Regions from separate parts of the Rattus norvegicus genome. Here region 1 is linked to region 2. The links are chromatin contacts, called in public Hi-C maps. All regions are on one chromosome and are shown on one strand. The core of a region is the stretch at or near the end of the contact, and the rest is flanking DNA. Distances in the headings are between cores, read along the strand shown.

Region 1 (6,789 bases), core at 3,887-6,386, 160 kb after region 2:
ATTATTAGAATGCCTGAGGGAATTAATGATTTCTTTGTATAATTGAATTCTCCATTCATATACAAATTTCCTCAATTATCCCCATAATGCCTTTTATAGCTGCTTTGTCAAAACTCTTATCTAAGCCAGGACAAGGATTTTCTGGAGTCCCTAAGTCTTTTAAAATCTAAGCCAATCTCCTTTTTCCTACTCTCATTTGACAAGGCAGGGGCAGTTGTTGTAAAGGATACTTTCCTTTTTTGATCTGTCTGGTTGTTTCTTCACAGCGTCTCTATAAAAAGGTGCCTCCTCTACTATCAATGCCAACCTGAGACTCTGCAGCAGTCACACAACAGCTAGCTCCCCACTCCTCCCATCTGGTGTCTCTACGAACCACTTAGTCAAGGTATTTTCTATAAGCAGAATAATATATCTTCTTTGGTACATGGTTTATTTCACTCGATGCAAAGAATTTAAGGATCAACCGTGTTCTAGACACAGGGATTTTATTTCTTAAGGCCAAATGATACTTGATTGTAGTATACAGTATGTTTTATCTAGTAACTCATCTGTCCATACATATTTGTTTCCACAGTTTGACTAATGTAAATAACACTACTCTGAGTGTGTTTCCTGTTTGATTTTCTGTTTTCATTTTGTTTGGGCATGTACCTGAGGTATGTCATGTTGATTTTAAAAAAAAAATAATCACCATTGTTTTCCACAGAAATATTTTATATTCATGTTTGCAATCTATGACCTGGTGTAGTGCTGGTGCTTGTCTGGGGAAATCACTCAGTCTGTTCCACGGCACTAACAAAGAATTGGCCTGGCAAATATAGAAGACCACGCCTCTCAAGTAGGGAAAATAAGAACTGTATCTCTTCAGGATGGTAGAGCCCTCCCTAAGGATGGGAATCCAATAAATGGATTCTGGTTTGAGTCCTCCCGTTTCCACTGTTGGGCCTGCTCAGATGCCTGCCCCGTGCCTTCCTACTATCTCTCCTCAAAATATCTTCTGTGACCAAGAAGACAGCATTTCAGGGAGAAGGGTCACTTTTGCATTCCTTGTCTGCTTATATTCTTTAATTCCCCTTCAATCCCATATCTATATCAACAGGTGCTAGGTTTTTTTTTTTTTGCTTCATATTGTTATTTTGTTTTTAATTGACATGATTATCATATAAATGAAAGGGGTCTAATTTGATGTTTTGGTTTATATATACAGAATATTGACCAATTGAGGGCACTTAGGATAGCCATCTTTCAACACTTATAATTTCCTTCTGTATCACAATTAAAACTCCCTTCTTATCTACTTAGAGATGTGCAGTACACTATATACTAATTCTAAGTTAACTTATTCTCTCCTGAAAATGTGCTTTTGTGCCTATTTGACCAATCTCTGTATGTTCCACTCATCAATCTTCAGTCCTGAGCAACATTATCATATTCATTTTCTATCTCTCCATGATCAACTTTTTAAAAGAGTAGTAGACTAAACATTTAAACTCTTTGAATATTTAATCTCTAAAGGGGATCTCATAATATTTTTTGAGCAACCATTGGGTCATCTCTTGAGTGTATAGTTGATTTTCTTTAAACGTATTTAAGTTGGTTCTTGTCATTGGAATAGAATGGCGGAGGAAAGTAACATAGGGAAGAGCAGTGGTAGTTTTTCTAAGAGTTGCCTTGCCTTGGTCATAGTGTCTATTCACAGAAATGGAGCAATGACTAAGACAGGAAGTGGTGATTGGTTTTGGCTCACAGTTTGAGGGTACAGTCTACCATGGGACAGGAGGATGATGACAGGCAGCTGTTTACACTGCATCTGCAGTGAGATTGCAGAGAAAGATGAATAATCCTGCTCAACTCCTCTTTTTCTTCCTTATTCAGTCATAACTTGAGCCCAAGAAATGGTGCCATTTATACTTACGGTTGTCTTCCACCTCAGTAAAACTAATCTAGAAACTCCTTCACAGATATACACAGAGATTTGTTCCTATGGTGACTTTAAGTCCCATCAAACTGATGATCAAAGTTAAGCATTACAGTAACTTAACTATTATTTCCCTTTTAAATTTAAATCACTACACTTGAACTATCCTGCTCAACTTGAACAATGTATTTCTTATATTCCCTTTTAAAAAAAATCTATCATATTTCTGTAGCTTAGATTGTGTATGAAAGACACTATAATAGAGATGTATGCAAATTAGGTTGAACAGAAGGCTTCTTAGAAACAAGTTTTGTAAGGAACTAGCAGAGCAGATTGGATAGAGGGAGAAGGTGAACTATGAGGTGATTAAGACAGAAGCCTCAGAGGACTGCAGAGTGAGCTGCGAAGTTGGAGAAGTCTCTTTTGTTTCTTTGTTTTAGAAAAAAATGAAAACAAACAAGCAAGTAGCCTCCCCTTCCTTCATACTGAGAAGTCTTTGGGTGCATCTTGCCTGTATGGAAGTTGTATATTACTGCTCAAGGAATTTACTTTGTGGAGAGCAATTGCCCAGGAGGAATTGAGCTGTGAGTTTTCAATAGCTAGGGCTGTTGGAATCTGGAGGACTAAGGATCTGAGACAGGCATATGAGTGGTACTTACTCCACTGCATTCATTATCCCCTGAGGTAGTGTGTCTTGGCTTATGACATTTTAAAGAAATGACATTCTTTTTTGCATATACATAATCATTTTATTTGCTTTCTTTAATAAATATGAATTTAAGTATAAACTCAATGTTCAAATATTTCATTCACAATTTTTGATTTTTGGTCGAAATCAATGATATTTTCCCTTGAAAATGTAACACAGCTCTCATCAATTGCACAGACCTTTTAAATGGTTTGTATTTTTTTATTGACTAGAAAGATACCTAAATCACGAGTGGTGTTGGGAGGTAATCAACAAAACACATTTTTACATTTTCCTCAAACACCAAACCAGAAAATGAAATAATTTTACTACAGATTTAAGACCCGTGGTTTAGATTGTTCTTTATAGTTCATAATCTTCACCAACACAAGACAATGAAACTAAACCAAACTATAAAAGAGACAAGAAGCTTGTGGGATATATGACTGCTTTTGTGACTTCTGAAACTGATTCATGGGATCAAAAACTACTAATGAAGTAAGGGGTCTATTCCAGAATTTTGGTAAGCGTTAATGGTATTTGAACTATGTAATTGTGCTGTCTCTCACAGATTCTTTGTGAAAGTACCTTATAGTAGCTCTGACAAATCTTATCACAAGTTTGCTTTTAGTTTTGAAAGTCAGACACTATCTGTAGGCTTCACTGGGCCAAAAACTGGTTGGAAAGACTGGGATTCTTCTGGAAATGTCTAGCAGACATACCCAGTCTTTTGAAATTGGGAAACAATATTGCCATCTACGAAGTTTACTTTGGCAAACTGCACAACTGAGTTATAAATCATCCTGCCAAAGTCTCATAACTCTTTAAGTAATTTATGCTTTTGCATTTGGTGGTGTTCATCACTGTCCTGATGTCTGTCACTCCTGCTTCCAGGGACATCATTATTCTTCACTGTTCGATTTCGGCTTCTAGCATCCATGACTCAGGGGAATGCTTCTCTACATCTCTGTTTTCAAAACCATGATAACAGACTGAGCCTTAACAAGTCTTTTCTGGCTCTGATCACAGGTGGGTAAAAGTCCTGTACTCGTCAGAATTAGACATTGTGATTAGACTCTGTTCCCTCTCATGACCCATTTTAACATTATATCTCAAGGTGTGGATTCTAATTTGACTCGTAGACATCTTTTCCCCTATTAGGTACCATATTTATGGTTTCAGGATACCAAGATGTAGCCTTAGCTATTATTCTACCTATCATACCACTATGATCTATGTACAGCCTCCAGAACAGTCACTTATGAATCACTGGTAATTGTACAATGTTTAACTTAACTTCATATCTGTGCACTAAATAGTTAACATTAAATATTTAAGAAATAAAAGTACTTAATTTTATATTTTAGGCAGAGTCTCACTACTAGTCCTGGCTGGCCTGGAATTCACAATGTAAAGAACTCAGAGATCCGATTGTATGTCTATTGGGTGCTGGGATTAAAAGTATGTAGCACCACGCCCAGCAAGTTCTTCATTTCTCTACTTTGGTTTTGGGAATGCTACCATTTAGCTATTACTTTTTAGTTCTATCCCAACTCTCTAGTCAAATTTCTATCTACACTCCAGGCTTAACTCATACACAGCCAATTACCCAGTGTCCTTCCTTCACATACAAATTTAGATATAGTATTTCCCTTTTCTAACACCTAGCCCCAGTTTATTGTATTTATGCCTATAAGAACTGCTTGGTTAGCTCAGGAGTTTCCAAGTTTTCCACAATAAGACTTCGTTTTACGCATCAAGTATTTATGGAACACCTAAGTTCCAGATATTTCATTTGGTACAAATATTCGTGTAAACGGAATTGTGGCCTTGAGGACAGTCGGTCTAGCAGCTTGGTGATCGAAGTAAGCTTCAAGAGGCTTGGTGGGGAGTGGAGATAGAATGCACACACAAGGTTTACAGCACTAGAAAGTGAAGAGCAGAAGCAAACAAATACATTGCAAGTCGCACAGAAGAAAAGGATGGTTTAGGTAGTCTCACTGTACATGACCTAACAAAACAACAAAATGAAAAGACTAATCCAGTCTGCCTTAAAATCACTTGGGAAAGCTGTACGGGGAAGAATGCTTAGCTTGGTCGTTACTGAACTAAGATTGGAGAACATCACCTTTAGATTTAAGTTTCTCGGGTGTACCAGCCACCCAGAATTGTACATCTTTTTGTAGACCTGGTTCCTCAATCACTGCTCCGTCTGAGCAGGCTGCTTGTGCCGTGCCTTCTTCCCCTTCCTTCGGTCGACGCTGTGCACGCGTGCTCGGAACTCCAGCACCATGTCACCCGTAGAGCCTAGCCTTGCCTGCCTGAACCCCGCGTGGTGACTTAACAGGCGCGCAAAGGATTCAGGAAAGCATCTGGCCAATCCAAGGGGTCAGACAGACAGCAGGGCGAAATGTGTACTTGACTGACATGAATGCTGACCAATGGAAACAGAAGACAATCGACGCTTCCGCCCCAATGGGCCGGCTGTTGGCAATTTCGGCCAATCGCACCCAGAAACTTCTGTCAGGTGGGTGGTCCCCGAGGCCGTGGAGGTTGGTGGCTGTTGAGCGGTTCTCGTGGTAAAGTCCTTGAGCGGAACACCTCTGTCGGAAGAGAAAATGAGTTTAGCTCTGAGGTCGGTAACGAGGAGGCCGCGCCTCCGTTCCCCAGAGGGGCCAGGGAGGGCGTGGAAGGGAGGCCGAGTCGGGAGCGGACGAGGAGTGCCGAGCATCAGACCTCGGCGGTCCCCGCCTCCCACAGCGCCGCTCCCCGAGTGAAGTCTCGCGAGGTTTCCCTCACGCATCTGCGGGTTTCGGGCCTGGCCGCCTGCTTCCTCCGGAAAGTCACAGGAGAGCTCGCCTTTCTGCCCGGGTCCCGTGGCACGCTGTGCTTTGGGCGTCCTGGGTGGATCTCGTTTCCGTGACACCCTCCAGTCACTTCCGGACATCCCCCCTCCCCATTGGCTCCTCACCCTGTCCATCTACACTTAAAGGCGCCCCCGGACCGCGCATTAGCCTGGGGTGGGTGTGTGGCGAGTGTGTGTGTGTGTGTGTGTGTGTGTGTGTCCGCGCATTAGCCTGGGGTGGGTGTGTGGCGAGTGTGTGTGTGTGTGTGTGTGTGTGTGTGACCGCGCATTAGCCTGGGGTGGGTGTGTGGCGAGTGTGTGTGTGTGTGTGTGTGTCCGCGCATTAGCCTGGGGTGGGTGTGTGGCGAGTGTGTGTGTGTGTGTGTGTGTCCGCGCATTAGCCTGGGGTGGGTGTGTGGCGAGTGTGTGTGTGTGTGTGTGTGTGTGTGTGTGTGACCGCGCATTAGCCTGGGGGTGTGTGTGTGTGTGTGTGTGTGTGTGTGAGCTGGGGTCACGTGAGAAAGATTCCTGGCTGCCACCGTCACCCGCTCAGCACTGATCTCCCACGTCTGGTCCACCCGGAGGGCGTTCCTGACGAGACGCTGTTACAGTCAGCCGAGTTTTAAGATTTTGAGGTTTTAAAGCTTCCATCTTTTAAAACGTGCTGATACACGTGTTGTGTCGTATCCTCGTTTAAACATTTGGACTGCTTTTTGCATTGGCAGCTCTTAAGGCAGACATTTTCAGATCCAAGTGCCCTTTTTAGATTTCCTTTAAACTTCAGAGTTTTTAAATGAAGACGTCTAACCTATCGTTTACATGTTAAGTGAGAGTTAAAACACTTTTAAACATCACGTCGTGGACTTAAGCACGAGTATTAGATGCTGCGATTCTGGGCGCCTAGTATTTGCATGTTTAGGCCCTTTAATAGTTTGCCTGGCTAATATCAGTGGAATAAAACCACAAAGCACTGTTAGAAATGTATAATCTAAAAACATTTTGGACTTAGAATGCTAAAGTAATCTTTTAAGTTTTATGGATGATTTTTGTAGTAATTGTGAGTTGGTTGTCATTTGTGAATTTCACTTTTGTATGTTTTTTTTTTTTGGTTATTTTTATGTTCTTGGTAGATGACAGGAATAATATGTATGATGCTTTCAACTTTGATTAGGATTTCGGTTATAAAAGTACATTTGGACTACAGGACGTTAACTTAGGCTCAGTTTCTTTATGTGCCAGACTACTCTGTTGAAATTTAGAAAATGATTCTTTGTCCTAAGTTGGGTTAAAGTAGACTAAAGGCATTTTTCTGTGTCCTAGAGGTGAGCTTGTAGTAGA
Region 2 (6,818 bases), core at 1,851-4,350:
GGATTCCGTCTACCACAACAGCATAACAGATTTAAAGCAAGCAGTGACTTATTTTCTACCTTCAGGATGTCTGAAGAAGAGAAGCAGTAGTGTTTTCTCTATGTAAATTGTTTGAAAATTACAACTGAAGGCATTTTAGATTTCACTCTATAGTCCATTCAGAATTAACTTCACCGTTTCTTTAATGTACAGCAGTGTTTTCCAGATTTGCTTCTAAAAAGGTATAGAAAGTAGCAGAGAGTGGCAATACAGGGCTGAAAGAAGTTAGCCCCAGGGGCCCAGGAAGCAATGTAAAACTAATTGAGACCTCGGCAATGGCATTAATTTCTGATAGAATTGAAATATTTTCAAGTATGCATCCCTCAGATACAAAGTTCCAAAGAACTTAAGAATAATTCAGACATGCACAGTTAGCTCTGGGGTACCATGTCTAGTTATTACAACATACACTGTATGTATTCTTAATATTTTATTGCTAATAAAGTTGGACATGTGCATTTAAGTTTTATCCCAAAGGAAAACACACTGTATCTCTTATGTAACTGGATTTTTTTAATCTTTAAAATATATCTTGGGAATCTTTCTACATGTGCATAGTCATGAATATCCCCCAATCTGCAGTTATCTGAGAGGAAGGAACCTCAACTAAAAAAATGAGCCCATACCATGGGGTTATAGGCAGTCCTGTAAGGTGTTGGTTTAAATTAGTGATTGATGAGGAAGGCCCAGCCCATTGTGGGTGGGGCCATCCCTGGGCTGGTGGTCTTGGGTTCTATAAGAAAGCAGGCTGAGCAAGCCATGGAGAGCAAGCCAGTAAGTAACACCCCTCCATGGCTTCTGCATCAGCTCCTGTATCTGGGTTCCTGCCTTGTTTCAGTTCCTGTCCTGACTTCCTTCCATGACAACAGCAAACCATTTCCTCTCCAACTTGTTTTTTGGTCATGGTATTTTGTCAGAGCAATGGATACCTTAACTAAGACAGGTGTCCTGTTGTCCTTCTGTCTTTTTCCTCCCAGACAGAGGTTTCTACTGAACTTTGAAGCTAGGCTGGTGGCCAGCAAGCTTCAGTGGTCCTCCTGAATTCACTCTCCTGGGCCCCCAACACTGAGTTACAGGCACACATGCAACCTGTCTGGAGTTTTATTTGGGTTCTCTGCTCTAAATACATGTCCTGATACACAGGATTTTGTGCTTTTTAAAAAATAAAACAACTAAATCTGCAATGACTGGAATACATTTCTTGTACATATTCCTTTTTGTAGACAAATTTATTAATAAATAAAGAAAGAGAAACCTAATCTTTTGATCAAACATTACATTGTTTTAAGGAACTCAAAGGATCCAGTTAGCTATTGATGAACACTCTGATTCAGTTGTTATCTGTAAGTGAATTTAAGGTACATACTCAGCAAAGTTGTGTTCTAGTTAACTTTATTTTTAATTTTAATGAATTTTAGCAAAGGGTGTCTCACAGTTGTATCAATTAATTCTATACAACACTGCATTTACTTTGTCTAAACCTAAATGTTAGCTACAAAAACACCAATTCCTAGAGACATGTACTTTCAACTGCAACATTTTAATGGACAGCATATCAGATGAGATCTGGAAAAGCTACTCCTTTTGCCCTTCAGATTGCTGAGAACACCCTCATTTCCGAAGACAAATACTTGTTCTTATTGGCCAGCATTTTTGGAACACAGCCAACATTTGTAGCTAACGGCTTCTTTTGTGATAGTTTAATAATAAAATATGCACATATCGTGGCCTCATTGTAAACAAATAAAATACACGATTTTAGTAAGATATAAATAATCATTCAAAAGCTTTGCAGATATCATGTAGAATGTTTCTTTAAAGCAAACAGGTAGCAGCCCTGAAGAAATGCTTGGAATTCATTCTATTCCCCAGAGTCTCCCAAGGAGTCCATGGCCTATTGACATTAAAATAAGAAAAGTAACCCACTTGCAAAAAGAAAGTTGCATCCCATTAACATTCATGAGAACTGAAGAGGTGAAGCCCTACACGTCAAGGACGGAATATATCCTTTGTCTCCCGATGAGAAAATGTCTCCGTGATAAATGGTTACGGACAGCGGTGTCATAGGGGCAAGAGTGCACAGAACAGCTTGGGCAAACTTTTTTCCCAGTTGTCTTTGCCTGGAGTTTACAGCATTGTCCAGCACAGTGCCTAGCCTTTCACACAGGCACCTATTGCAATGTAAGTAAAAACCCCAGTCCTGGTAGACGTACTTTCCAGAACGAACCGACCAAGGAACCAACAAAACAAACAAACAAACAAAACCCATTGGAAAAGGTTTGGAACAGCGTTCCAGTAAAGTGCGGAACATCCGGAGTTCAAGCAGTGTTGACTTAAATGGGTAAGCATTTAGTCAAGTGTAGTGTCCCTAGTCAACACAAATCACCAGGCGCACTGTTAAAATGCCATACATCATTTGCATAAATACCCTACCCCTTCAGCAAATTTCTAATATAAATTAAGTCGGAAGACATGAGGTATTTATTTCACTGACATCAGATAGTGCAACACTAACTACCAAAGACGTCCTGTTGATTTTCAAATCCAACTAGGTTACAAGTCGTTGGTAACCTTGTTGCCTTTGGTGTGCAGCTCTAGGACAAACCCTTCCCTGGCTTGGCTTTAAGTGACTCACTCTGCTCACGTAAGGACCCAAGGTCTGCCTTCATGCTGCTCTAGGGCTCACAGTTTGATTTCCTAAAGCACAGACGTAAACCCAGTGCTTTTGCTTTCCTCTGCCCCACCAAGATGAAAATTACAGACACGGGGCATGAAGAAATGCACAGCGGCCCTCCATTGGCTCCTCCCCATGCATGTCCTCCGCTCCGTACGTTTCTTAGCCCCCTTGCACAATCAGCAGCGGTCCAACTCGGCTCGGCTGCCCCGGAGGGGGCGGGGCTAGAGGCAGGGCTGACTAAAGGTCCCGCCCCCGTCGCATCGGTGCGCCTGCGTGCTGGCGTGGGCCTGCGGTTGGCCGCCAGATTCTGGGTTCCCCGCCCCTGCCCGCGCCCTCGCACCTCCGCCTACTCTACGCGATGACGCACCGCAGGTTTGCGGACGTGGCGGCGGCTGTCGGTGCGGAAGGCGGGGACGGCGGCGACAGCGGCGAAGGCGGCGACAGTGGCAGAAGCGGACCCAGACATCCGAGGACCGGGAGTCGGTCATGAACTTCCCCGGGGCCGCGGCTGTGGTGGCGTACATAACCGTGTCGCCGCGCCCCTGCTAGAAGACAGGTGACAGTGGCTGGGGGGCGGGGCGGGGCACGACGTCGAACGGGGGTCACCGTGGGGCGCCGTCCCTGGTTCGGGGAGGACTCTAACCTCCCGGTTCTGGGCAGCTCTTTCCGGGCCACTCTGTCCCCGTAGCATCTGCTCCGAAGCGTCCCCATCTGATGCTGCAACTTATAAAACAGAGATGTAATTTTTGCGGGGGACGTCCGGAGGAAAAGGAAAAATGAAAATAAAAATAAAAGCGAGTGGAGTAGAACAAGGAGGAAGTTTCGTTGATGCTTTGGTTTAAAATTGACCCTGGTGAATTGGATCGGGGTAATTCTGTCCTAAGTGCTGAACTGGCTTGTGCCCTGTGAGTCTTCTGTTAACTCCCTGCCTAAGGTCAAGACCAAATACCCAGCAGCAATTACTATGTAGCACCTAAGGGTTTAGGGAGTTACTTTCCGGTCTAGACCGGGTGGATGAAAACACACTCACTGTATCCATCGATGAGCACTTTCAGGACATTTGTCAGCGGTGCTGTATGCAACATGTTCTAGTTTTCTGAAGCCATAGATCCCAGAGAGAATTCAGGGAGGAAAAGAGAATTGAGGCTGGTGACTGGTATATTGTGTACTCTAATCTGTGGTAGTTTGTACATGTCAGTACCTGCCTGGGCCAAAGTGTAGCTTGGCACTTGGATTACAGATGAACACAGCCAATTCTTAGTGAGTCAAACATGAGTGTCCAGATTGTTTATTCTGCTTTTCTTTCGTTTTAGAGGAATAGAATGAGATGCAGGAAAATGTCTGGATTCCTAGTTAAGACTCTGGCGACGAAAAGACTGGTATATAAATAGTGTTTCCAATAGCTTCTAGGTATTCTTGAGTAAATTTCAGATACCTGTACTAAGAATGCAAGGGAGAGCGCTTTAGAGGGACAGCATACGTAAGGCAACATAACCCCCTATATGCATTGCTTTCTATGGAATCCTTTCTGCTCATGGACGGCTTGTGAGGATCCGAAACGGATACTTGCAGAGGCTGTACGTGTATTTATGCAGCTTGCTACTGGTTCCACAACACTGACAGATACCCTCTCCATTGAAGATGTGGGGTTCTTTGTTTTGCTGTTTTGTTTTGTTTTTAGAAAAGACCTAGGTAACAAAGTGGAAACAGGTATGTAGGAAACAGGTATGACTAAACGGATACTGAGATGTGAAATGTGGGCTTTCTTTAGCTTGGGTCTGTTAAATTAGGAGTGGGTTTTGGCAGTAAGTAATGTAGCACCCGTGGGAGCAGCTGAAACAAGCGACTAGTGCATAGCTACTAGTAAATCAGCTAAGTGGAGATTGTTACCTTTTAAAGCAGTATAGTTCTGCCGTAAAGCAAGGTCAGAAACTGGATTTTAAGGCTTGGAGTTAATGAAATGAAATAGTTTTGAAACTTAGGTATGTTTTCACATAGAGACTCTCATCTTTGTCGTCTGAGTTTTGGGGTTGTGATTGTTTCCTGCCAACCTCCCATTGGTTGTTTTCTTATTTTGTTTCTAGTTGTTTTCCGTTTATCCTTCTAGACGTCATTTTGCACTCAAGGGTCCATGGCATAACTTTTCAATAGTTTCTTCCTCCCCGGGGCACTGCTTTCTTTCCCTTGTTGCTGGAAGATTTTATCTTCAATGAGATAACACACTTGTGTGTTTAATATTTGTTTTTGCTGTCTTAGAGGGATCCATTGTAATTGCCCTAGTTTGCTTTCTGTTGCTGTGATGAAAACCATAACTAAAAGCAACTCTTTTAAGGACAACATTTAATTGGGGCTGGCTTACAGGTTCAAAGGTTCAGTCCATTATCATCAAGGAGGAGCTGAGAGTTCTGTATCTTTGTCTGAAAGCTGCTAGCAGAAGACTGGCTTCCAGGCAGCTAGGAAGAGGGTCTTAAAGCCCATACCACGGTCACACACCCACTCCAACAAGGCCACACCTTCTAATACTGCCACTCCCTGGGCGGAGCATATGCAAACCATCATACTGGGTTTCTTTGGCTTATACATCCCCATTCATCCTTGAGGGAAGCCAAGGCAGGCACTCAGAGAAGATGGCTGAAGGATGCTGCTTACTGGCTGGCTTTCTGTAGCTTGCTCAGGCTGCTTTTTTATACAACCCAGGACCATCAGCCTTCAGGTGACATCTCCACACACAGTGGCTTGGGCTCTTCCATATCTGTCATTGATCAAGAAAATGCCTCTACCCCATTCCCCACCCTGCCCAGATTTGTCCACAGGCTAGTCTGATGGAGGCATCCTCACCCAACAGATTTCAGGGGACGCTCCCTGCTCTATAGAAACATAACGCTTCCATTGCAAAACAAAGAGGTGGGGCATTTCTCTACTGTCATTTCTCAGCATTTAAATATCAAACCAGTGTATTTTTTATAGTATTATATAACAGTGTTTTATTTAAAAATATTAAGGGGCTGGAAAATGAGTTAGCGTACAAAGGTTCTTGCTGCCAGCACTGGTGAACTGAAGTCCATCTTCAGAACCCACATGGCTAAGGGGGAGAATAGAGCATCTGGAGTTGTTCTCTGACATCTGTTCTACTGTAACAGTGGACACTGTAAGCAAAGGTTTAAAGATATCTGACGTGGGTTTCATAAGAAATGGTTAAATACATTTGGCTTGAGATTTTGGACAGTTTCTGAAATGGTCAAACCCATAGGACATCGTGTGCTAGCACCGAAGTGAAACTGCTTGCTTAGCACTGGAGTCATTCGTGGTAACTCTGAAAGTGCGGCTGGTTCTCTGCATGCTGCGGACAACCAAATGCCCAGCCAAGGTTCTGTCTTCCTACAGCATTCTTACGTCATGAATTTGGAGGCCAGAGGACAGCATGGAGATACAGGGATGAACTAAGGCTTGGCAGCAAGCACTATTAACCACTGAGCGGTTCCGTGTGCAAGGCTGATCGAGTTGGAGATAGAGAAAGAAACAAGCACACTGTCTCAGTGTTCAGATTTACTTTTGTCTTTAGTAAATGGTAAAATTATGTGCCAAGTAATGTGTTTAAAATGAAGTTCTTCCTGATTTATCCTCTGTAAACGTTGGCATTGTACACCTGCCGTATATACCAGTAACCTGGGGTTGTACAAGTGTCCAGATGAACAGGAGTCCCATTGGAGAGTGCCAGCCCTGCATTAGCTGACCTCTTCCCATGCTGCTGTCCCCACTGTCTGCTGCACTTCAACAACTGCAGAACCCGAACCTAAATTTGTATAGAACTAAAGCAATATCGGGAAAAGTAGTGTCTAGTATGCGAGATGCATGTAAATCATGGAAATGGATCAGCCGCATTTCAAGGTTCTCTCTTTTCTTTCCCCAGATATAACATCATGGCAGGAAGGAATCAGAACCGGACTGCTTCCCTCGCAGGAATTCAGGCCAGTGGCCATGTGCACACCTTTGGGAATTGTACAGACAATGACATGTTGGAAGAAGATGCTGAAGTCTACGAACTTCGGTCCAGGGGAAAGGAGAAGGTTCGGAGAAGCACATCGAGAGACAGACTTGATGA

The links. A called contact is a pair of places that touch in the nucleus more often than the background predicts.
Region 1: a Hi-C map of liver shows a contact between it and region 2, with 2.7 times the contacts expected there. The contact joins the promoter of Cetn3 here to the promoter of Lysmd3 in region 2. A contact is called at or near these places in 2 of 12 Hi-C or Micro-C datasets (liver and mammary epithelial cells).

Annotation. Positions count from the first base shown.
Region 1 is chr2:13,819,955-13,826,743 of GRCr8, forward strand. It overlaps Cetn3 (centrin 3), which reads left to right and starts at 5,137. Exons shown (of 5, transcript NM_001191842.1): 1 at 5,137-5,241; 2 at 6,772-6,789. The coding sequence starts at 5,225.
Region 2 is chr2:13,666,365-13,673,182 of GRCr8, forward strand. Lysmd3 (LysM domain containing 3) reads left to right here and starts at 3,101. Exons shown (of 3, transcript NM_001009698.1): 1 at 3,101-3,272; 2 at 6,627-6,818. The coding sequence starts at 6,637.